Regions from separate parts of the Mus musculus genome. Here all the other regions are linked to region 3. The links are chromatin contacts, called in public HiChIP or PLAC-seq and promoter capture Hi-C maps. All regions are on one chromosome and are shown on one strand. Each heading gives the region's core, a stretch centred on a gene start, on an enhancer-like site or on the middle of the called end of the contact. The rest is flanking DNA. Distances are from core to core; before and after follow the strand shown. Region 1 overlaps Nars2 (asparaginyl-tRNA synthetase 2 (mitochondrial)(putative)). Region 2 holds the start of Clns1a (chloride channel, nucleotide-sensitive, 1A). Region 3 holds the start of Ndufc2 (NADH:ubiquinone oxidoreductase subunit C2).

The links. Promoter capture Hi-C pulls out the DNA fragments that hold promoters and counts their contacts. HiChIP or PLAC-seq counts read pairs in DNA pulled down with a chosen protein or histone mark.
Region 1: an H3K4me3 HiChIP or PLAC-seq map of bone marrow-derived macrophages shows a contact between it and region 3, with 6 times the contacts expected there. The contact joins the enhancer-like site here to the promoter of Ndufc2 in region 3. A contact is called at or near these places in 4 of 39 promoter capture datasets (the C10 cell line, the HPC-7 cell line, cranial neural crest and 1 more), 1 of 115 datasets of contacts at active chromatin or transcription factors (bone marrow-derived macrophages) and 1 of 9 other capture datasets (adipose tissue).
Region 2: a promoter capture Hi-C map of pre-B cells shows a contact between it and region 3, with 5 times the contacts expected there. The contact joins the promoter of Clns1a here to the promoter of Ndufc2 in region 3. A contact is called at or near these places in 19 of 39 promoter capture datasets (the 3T3-L1 cell line, 3T3-L1-derived adipocytes, the C10 cell line and 14 more), 5 of 484 Hi-C or Micro-C datasets (CD4 T cells, bone marrow-derived macrophages, cerebellar granule neurons and 1 more), 10 of 115 datasets of contacts at active chromatin or transcription factors (the SCID.adh cell line, T-cell acute lymphoblastic leukemia, bone marrow-derived macrophages and 7 more) and 3 of 9 other capture datasets (adipose tissue, liver and pancreatic islet).

Annotation. Positions count from the first base shown.
Region 1 is chr7:97,017,261-97,019,960 of GRCm38.p6, reverse strand. All of the region lies in intron 6 of Nars2 (asparaginyl-tRNA synthetase 2 (mitochondrial)(putative)), which reads right to left. Among named protein-coding and RNA genes, the nearest start is that of Gab2, 63 kb to the left of the region's middle. Within about 2 kb of position 1,355, at least 22 of the 459 cell types and tissues checked have an H3K27ac peak or open chromatin away from gene starts, as enhancers often do. A contact at or near this core is called in adipose tissue and bone marrow-derived macrophages, where this site is marked.
Region 2 is chr7:97,695,380-97,698,079 of GRCm38.p6, reverse strand. Clns1a (chloride channel, nucleotide-sensitive, 1A) reads right to left here and starts at 1,423. Exons shown (of 7, transcript NM_023671.2): 1 at 1,211-1,423. The coding sequence starts at 1,350. It overlaps Rsf1os2 (remodeling and spacing factor 1, opposite strand 2), which reads left to right and starts at 1,613. Exons shown (of 3, transcript NR_154552.1): 1 at 1,613-1,968.
Region 3 is chr7:97,398,579-97,401,278 of GRCm38.p6, reverse strand. It overlaps Ndufc2 (NADH:ubiquinone oxidoreductase subunit C2), which reads right to left and starts at 1,276. Exons shown (of 3, transcript NM_024220.2): 1 at 922-1,276. The coding sequence starts at 1,090.

The sequences.
Region 1 (2,700 bases), core at 106-2,605, 380 kb after region 3:
CAGTACAATTTAAAAATTTTAAATGACCATCTCTCCAAAAGGAGAGACACTCCTATTCTTTCCCCATGTAGCCTTTCTCTACAGCTCTCTGAAGACTTTCTTCTTACCTACATGTCCCTGAGCTGTTTGTCTCTGCACAGAATATTCTCTATGCCATCCTTGCTCTTCTCTAAATGCAAATGCCCATCCAACCTTCAAAATTTGCCCTAAAAATCTTTCATTTTTGAAATGTTATCACCCCCAACTTATTTCCCTCCTACACAGTATGACAACACTTAATCTATATATTATTATATAAAATGTCTCACTTTGATATATAATTATGTTTTTAAATACCCCCCTCTCCCACAGTGAACTATAAATTTTTCCAGAACAGGAATCATGTTTTATTCATGTCTGCATCTCCAGTGCCTAGTTAAACCAGGTGCTCATGTTGATGAATGAGCACTAATGACACCAGGCTTCCTCAACATCAGCTGGGAAGGCGCACATCCTTATCAGCAACATGACAAAGAGCAAAACACTCCAGAGACCTTTTCAGGCTGCTATTTAGTACCTAAAATGGATACAGAAATAGGCATCTAAAATGGATCAAATAATTCTGGTCTGCTCCAAGCACCAATGTAAATGGTAAAAACTGAGTTTCCAGTTTAGGGCTATGCTCTCTGAGATTGGCTGCCAATAGTATCCACTTTAAAAAAAAAAAAAAAGGTGATTCTGGTATTGTCTCACAAGGATACACTACATAAACAAAAATGTTAACGGTCAAGTGTATTTTCCATAAATACACAGGCAGAGAGGCTGAAATTTACTTTGGAAGCTCTGAAATATAAGGAAAAGCTTGCTACTCAAAAAGATATTTGCTACTCATGTTAAAAAAATTCTGGTTAAAAAAAGATCAAATCACAATGGTAACTGCCTCTTACTGGCAATTCTATGTAGAACACTATGGACCGGGTAGCAATTGTTGCTTATTTATTTATTTGAGGCAAAGGCTTACATATCCGAGGCTGGCCTCAAATTTCTTATGTAGTTGAGGCTTGGTGTAGATAAGGTATTTTGCAATAATTTTGTTTCTGGATCTAAAGAATTCATTTTAAAATAATCCATTTTTCCTCCTTTTTTCTGCCTTCCACAGCCATGAAGCCATTTGCAGCAAGGCTCAAAATTTGCTTCTTAGCCTTTTGGTTATATCAAGTGTAGCAAAGTGTATACCAACCAACATTTAAAATAAAACCGAAGAGCAAGGACAATTTCTAAAATAAGACACAAAACCAGGTGAAAGGCCAGCACTGCTGTGAGAGGAGAGCAGCAGAGAACACTCAGCACTAAAAACCATTTTCGTGCCAAATTCTGGGAAGATGAGAGCTATATAAGGAAAGTCCTGGGCTTAGAGTAGATGTTTAAGCTAACAAAAGAACATCCAATACCCATCAATCAAGATCGCTACAAAAATATCTTTTTTTTTTTTTTTTGGTGGGGGGGGGGGTGAAATTACAGAGGTTGCTTTTGCTCTCATGTAGAGTTTTCTGAAACCCTCAAGTTGCTAAATAGATTAATAGATAAAATGGTCACTGAATGTATGACCATTTATTCTTTCTGAAGAACTAGGCTCCGTAGTTATAAATACAGGACTTTTTTGTTCTTAGCTGGAGAACTGAATCTGCATGAGACCAATCAGCATCCTTTCTAATCTCCCGACTTCCATGTCACCCTCTATTGTCAGCTGAGTACAAGCACACTGACAGGAAGTGAAACACAGGCAGCTTTACCCTGGCGCCTAAAACAGGCACTGCTGACTGTTTTCTCCACCATTCAGAAAGCCGCTGTTATCTGTCAACCAAAAGTTATCAAAAGAGATGGGGAAGGACATTTCATGCTCAAAGGACAAGTCCACCAAGAGGAAGTCTCAATTCTGAACATCTATGCTCCAAGTGCAAGGGCAACCACATTCATAAAAGAAACTTTAACTAAAGCTCAAAATACACATTGGACCTTACACATTAATATTGAGAAACTTCAACATCCCACTCTCACCAATAGACAGGTCATTGAAACAGAAATTAAACAGAGACACAGTGAAACTAACATAAGTTATGAACCAAATGGATTTACCAGATATCTATAGGCATATATTTCACCCTAAAAGAAGAGACTATACCTTCTTCTCAGCACGTCAATAACAACAAAAACAACAGAAAGCCTACATAGTCATGGAAACTGAACAACTCTCTGCTCAATAACTTGGTCAGGGAAGACATAAAGAAAGAAATTAAAGACTTTCTAAAATTCAATGGAAATGAAGACTCAGCATACCCAAATTTATGGGACACGATGAAAGCAGTGTTAAGAGGAAAATTCATAGCACAGAGTGCCTTCATAAAGAAATTGGAGAGATCCCATACTCTTAACAGCATACCTGAAAGTTCTAGAACAGAAAGATAAACTCACGCAAGAGGAGTAGATGGCAGAAATAATAAAACTCAGGGCAGAAATCAACCAATTAGAAACAAAGAAAATGCAAAAAAAAAAAAAAAATTAACAAAACCACAGCTGGTTCTTTGGAGAAAATCAACAAGATAGAAAACCCTTAGCCAAACTAACTAAAGGGCACAAGAGACAGTTTCCAAATTAACAAAATCAGAAATGAAAAGGGAGACATAACAACAGAAACTGAGGAAATTAAAAAAAAATTTTCAT
Region 2 (2,700 bases), core at 174-2,673, 300 kb before region 3:
TGGGTATAAGCAGTAAGATCTTTGGTGATCTCCACAATTTCTTCTGCATGTGGAGTGGTGGAACACAGATATATTCCTAACTTTGACAAGATCCATTTTATTTGCCCATGTGTATTAGTCAGGGTTCTCTAGAGTAACAGAACTTACAGAATGAATGAATGAATGAATGAATCTCACAACTTCTTCCCTCCCATCCCTTTTCTTTCTCCCTCATGGCTACTCCAAACACATATACCAACCAAACTGCGCACCCACCCACATTTGTATTTCTAGTCGGTGTCTAAACACCCAGTCCCACTATCCACACTGTTCTCTGAACAAATAGCTCTTTACACGTTTATACCCTGGGCTCTGTAGTAGGCATAATCTTGGTCCCCAAGAGATTTGTTTTCCAGTGCCATGAAAGAAGGGACTTTGAATGTAATTAAGATTACTAATCTACTGATGGTGAAATAAACGAGATAGCCTGGATTTTCTAGGCAGGAGCAATGTTATAACTCGAGCTCTTAAAAGCAGAGGATTTCCTTTGTGGCCAACAAATAGAATATAGCAAAAGGTAAACCAGAGACTCTGAAAGACAGGAAAGAATGAGAAGAGAAAGAAAGAATGAAAGAAAGAGGGGGGAAAGGAGGGAGGAAGGGAAAGGAAAGAAATGGGGAGGGAGGGCGGGTGAACAGGAAGGTATGGGGTGGGGGTAGGAGGGTATGAGCGTGTATGTAGTGTGTATTTTAGTGGCATGTCTATGTTATTGTGAAAGTACTGAATCCTGCAGGTAGTGAAATAGAAGAATTCCTTCCAGGACCTGCACATCCAGGAGTCGGGTTCGGCTGGTTGTGACTCCGCCCTGCGTGGGCCTGAAGATGGTCCTTCCCCCCAGCCCCCACAAACACACACACTTGAAGCAGAACATCCCAGCTCATTAACCAAACGTCGTAACCCGTCACAATCTGAGCTACATATTCCACGCAGGGAAATCGTCTAGTTGACACGACCATTCCGAAAGCTAGGCCCACGGAAAAACTAACCGAGGCTCTGCAGACTCAAAACTCAACGTGACCACGCGCCAGGCTTGCAGGAGACAGGCCGGTTCGCACAGGTCGTTAGGGAGAAACGCGGGCTAGGGGACAGAACCAGCCGAGCTCGGGAGGGGACAATCCCACCCTGCCCGCACAATAGCGCCGGCCGGCTGGTCGGCGCCCCCCAACCTTACCTCTCCGCGATGTAAAGCGTGCCGGTGCCGAGCCCCTTCCCGTTCAGCACAGCCTCGGTGTCTGGCTGCTGCAGCCGGAGCCCGTCGGCCGACCCAGGCGGCGGGAAGCTTTTGAGGAAGCTCATTGCCGGGGAAAGCATCGCTCCACGCGAACCGAGAGAGGCGAGTACCGCAATCGCGGCTCGCACGGAGCTGCCCCGGAAGCAGTAGTCGTAGCCCGGAAGAACAACTTTCTCAGCGAGGGCCTTAGCATGCGGTTGACCATAGAGACGGGATGTTCTAGGCAACTCAGAGGTCCGCAGCGAGCCGGCTGGCTTTTGTCACGTGGCATCGGTTCCCCTTTCCCGCTCCTCTAAGGATGCTTAGAATAATCGAGTGTTTTCTATGTGGTTCTCTTTGAAGGTCATAGGAGCAAACCCCGAGAGAGGATGTATAAGGAATACCAAGCCTTTCCCAACAAAAAGCGGGAAGGGACCCAGGCCCCAGGAGTCCCTCGCCGAAGGAGGACTCACAGAAATAAAATCCACACGCATCTGGAGATCCCAAGTCTCCCGGCTGGGTGCACGAGTCTACCCTGCTTCCGCCTCGTCAGGCCTGTTCTCCTTGGGTTCACACAGCCATTTACCAGACCTCTTAGTCCCCACGTCGCCGGAGAGATCGAGCGCCCCATCCCCACGAGTCATGCCACGAGCACGAAAAGGTTACATTAATGATGGACAGTGCGCAGCAAGACAGTCAAAAGACTGCCCGAGGGAAAGGTAGGCCACTGGTTAGGAACCCTTGCCTTCCCTGTTCGCTAGGTCCCAGTGAATAAGAGCAGTGAAAACCTACAGGTTTGGTGAATAGAAACCCATAACAGAGACCTATAGACCACACAGCATACGGACTTTACCTCTTATATTTCTTCATGGATTCCTTCGTGGTTTTTGAGACAGGGCTTCTTTAAGTATCCCAGGCTGGCTTCCAATACATAATCGATTTGCACCGAACTCCAGTTTACTGGTACTACTATGAGCACCCATCACCACACTTGCTCAATTAATTTTTTTCTTTATGATACACAATATGAACACATTTTCTATTACCCACTTTAACAGATGGGACCTGAGGCATTAAACTCACAAGCTAGAGTTGGTGGATGGAATTCAGTCAGTTGACCTCTAGACTCCACTTTTTTTGGCTGTAGAATTGTAATATCTATGGGGCTAAGGCTGTTTAGGTTGGATAACATACATGGAGGATGTGATAGCAGTTTTATCTTTCTTTCTCTTCTTCCTCCTTTTTTCCCTTTGGATTCTTTTCAACAGAGGAATCTAAAGATTTTTTTCCTCACATATATGTATATACCTACCTACATACAGTCAGGTGTGAGCCACCCTGCCTGGGCGCAGTGACCCTATCTGCAAAGGCATTAGGCAGTCTCACAAGCTGACCCATGTCTCCAGTCAGTTCCAAGTGTTACGTTTTAAAATTTAGTTTGTTGTTAGTGA
Region 3 (2,700 bases), core at 27-2,526:
AATCAAATTCACCCACTTTCAGAACGCCTTGCACACCCCACCCCCACCCCCAGACATACGAAGTTCTTTTAACTCTTGCTTGATATTCAAAGTTAAGTTCACATCTAGTGACATGATAAAGACATTTGCCACCAAGTCTGACTTGGGGAGTTCAATCCCCAGGGCTGACACGGTATTGGAGAGAGAACTAATTCAGGTTGTTATCTCCCCTCTACCCCCCCCCCCATATAAAGAATAACTATAACAAAGACAGTTAGTTTGCTTCTACATGTATCTTTGGAATTCTACAGTTCTTAGCACAGCTACATTGTGTAAGCTAAGCTATTCTCAATCGTGACCAGAAGCCAGTGACAAACTAGAATATACAGCTTGCTAGTTTATTGACAGTCTCCTATTCCAGAATAAGGGCAGTAGTAGCGTCTGGAGTTTTGTCCACATTAGTCCTCTCCCCAGACCTTATGAATCAAACCAATATTTTAACTGTATATTATTTCTATGCACTCCAACTCTGAGAAGCTCTGGTTCTAAGCACACACCAACACAACACAAGCTCCTCTCTTTAACTAGACCGTGGGCAAGGTGCTTTAACTCTGCTTGGGTCTCGTGCTCTCGTCAGTACAATACTTTCTCACGTCTGAGAGAAATGGGCTGGGCAACCGTTTAGCACGAAGTACAACGCGAACTGTGAGGAGCCCTTCTTGAGTCCTTCGCAGACTTAACCGTGGGGTTTAGAAGTCCCCATTGCACTGCACTTGGTTTTCTTCAATGTGGCTACTCTTGGCGCTGAGAACCCGAGAGGGGATGCACGCCCTGGGAGAGCCAGGCGCCCCCAGCTAGGCAGGAAGGCCTCGTAGAGCACAGATGACCTCAGCGGGCAACCCTGCAGCTCCTCGTCCGAGCGGGATCGCCCGCAGCCCTCACCTGCTCTCATCACCGGTCGCATCCGCAGCATGTTGTCCATCAGGCCCGTGCAGTAGCCCAACAAGCCCATGTAGACAAGCCGCGGGTCGTTCAGCTTGGGCGGGGGCAGGCTCCGGGCCTCGTCCGGCAAGAATTTTAAGGGCTCATGGCCCGGCCGGCCGTTCATCATCTTGAGGCAGGTTCCACGAGAGGTTTGACCTCGACTCCAACTATAGGAAAAACAACGACTCCAAACGCCGTGACCGAGCTACCGTCCTCCTCCGCGCTCTAGGCTGAAGGGCATTGCGTACGGCGGTGCAGCACCCAAAAGCTTCCCTGTGCGCTCAGCCTTAGCAACCTCTGCACGCGAGGTTCCGGGCTTCTAAGTGGCCCACAACGCGTGAAGGCTTGCGCTGACATTGTAGTGTGTGTGTGTGTGTGTGTGTGTGTGTGGGGGGGGGTTATAATAAATAACCCACAGTGGGCAAAGGCTAGGAAACATTGGTATGTATGTATGTATGTATGTATGTATGTATGTATGTAGTCCAGTTACCACAATCGAAATTGTCTCTCACTTACTTGCCCCCAGGCCTATGGCTCTTCAGAAAACATTATCTTAGCATCCAAAAATCAACATCTACAAGTGGTCATAATGGCTAGTTCATTTATCTAAAGCCTATAAAAGCAAGCTTTCTGGGGTTCCAGCAGTTCGTTTGCAGTTACTTCCCCCACCCCCAAAGCCTAAAATGAAGGTAAGGTCAGCACCAGGGTATTCGGAGGTCAGGAGCGAATCATTTACCCTAACCTTGAGATTCAGTTCTGGCGATAGTCTGCTAAAATGGTTCCCCCTAGGCCTTCAGGTCTATGTACGTGGCTGAGAGAAGTGTTCCCCAACGGATTAAGGAGTGAAAGAAGGAATTCCTAAAGTTCTATCAAGCGATTGCCTAGTCTCTTTCCGCTCACCTAAAATAAAGGACTTTCCGTACTTGAACATCTCCCTTTGGAAAGCCCTTCCTGATACTGAAAATGTATATGCTTCTAAGACAGGAGTACTAAATACCAGCTAAGAGTCGAGTGCGGGGATATTCCTCAATACTTGTACTCTTTGAGGAAAATCCAGTGAGACACACAGATAAAAGCAATGGAGCATGTGAGCAAATCTCTCTTAAAATCGTAGTGGTGCCTGTAATCCTAGCAGTTGGCAAGCAGTATGTCATTCTTGGGTACACAAGTCCCTGCCTAAAATAGATGAAACAGACAGACAATACATAAAAGCAATACAGTTGCATCAGCTTGCGCAGACCGGGGTTGAGTAAGAGAAAGGGAGACTATTTATACGGTCTGGGAATCTACCTAACTTTACCATGTAATTAGCAAGTTGAAATGGTTTTCTTTTCCCTGTATCTTTGTCCAACACTGGTCTGAACTGGAAGTTATTTATTTCTTTTTGAGATTTGCTCAAGGTTTTTCATCAGGTAATTATCAGAGCCCACTAGCTAATTATCCTTTCTTGGAAGGAGGAAGGGAATTTATAAGAACCAGGGCCAGAGTCTCCTTTAGTGCCCCGCCGTGAGAGTGAGACTCCACACCTCCACTGCTCACCTCTACCTTCTGCCTAACAAAGGCTGGGGTGGGGTCTTTCCATATCTCTGTGTAGCACTAACTGACCTGAAATTTGCTACTTAGTCCAAGATAGCTTCAAACTAATGGTAAGTGTCCTGCACCCCACCCCACCCCCACTCCCAGTGCTGGGAATATAGTCCTATACCACTCTAGTTACCTCCACTCCACCAAGAGGAC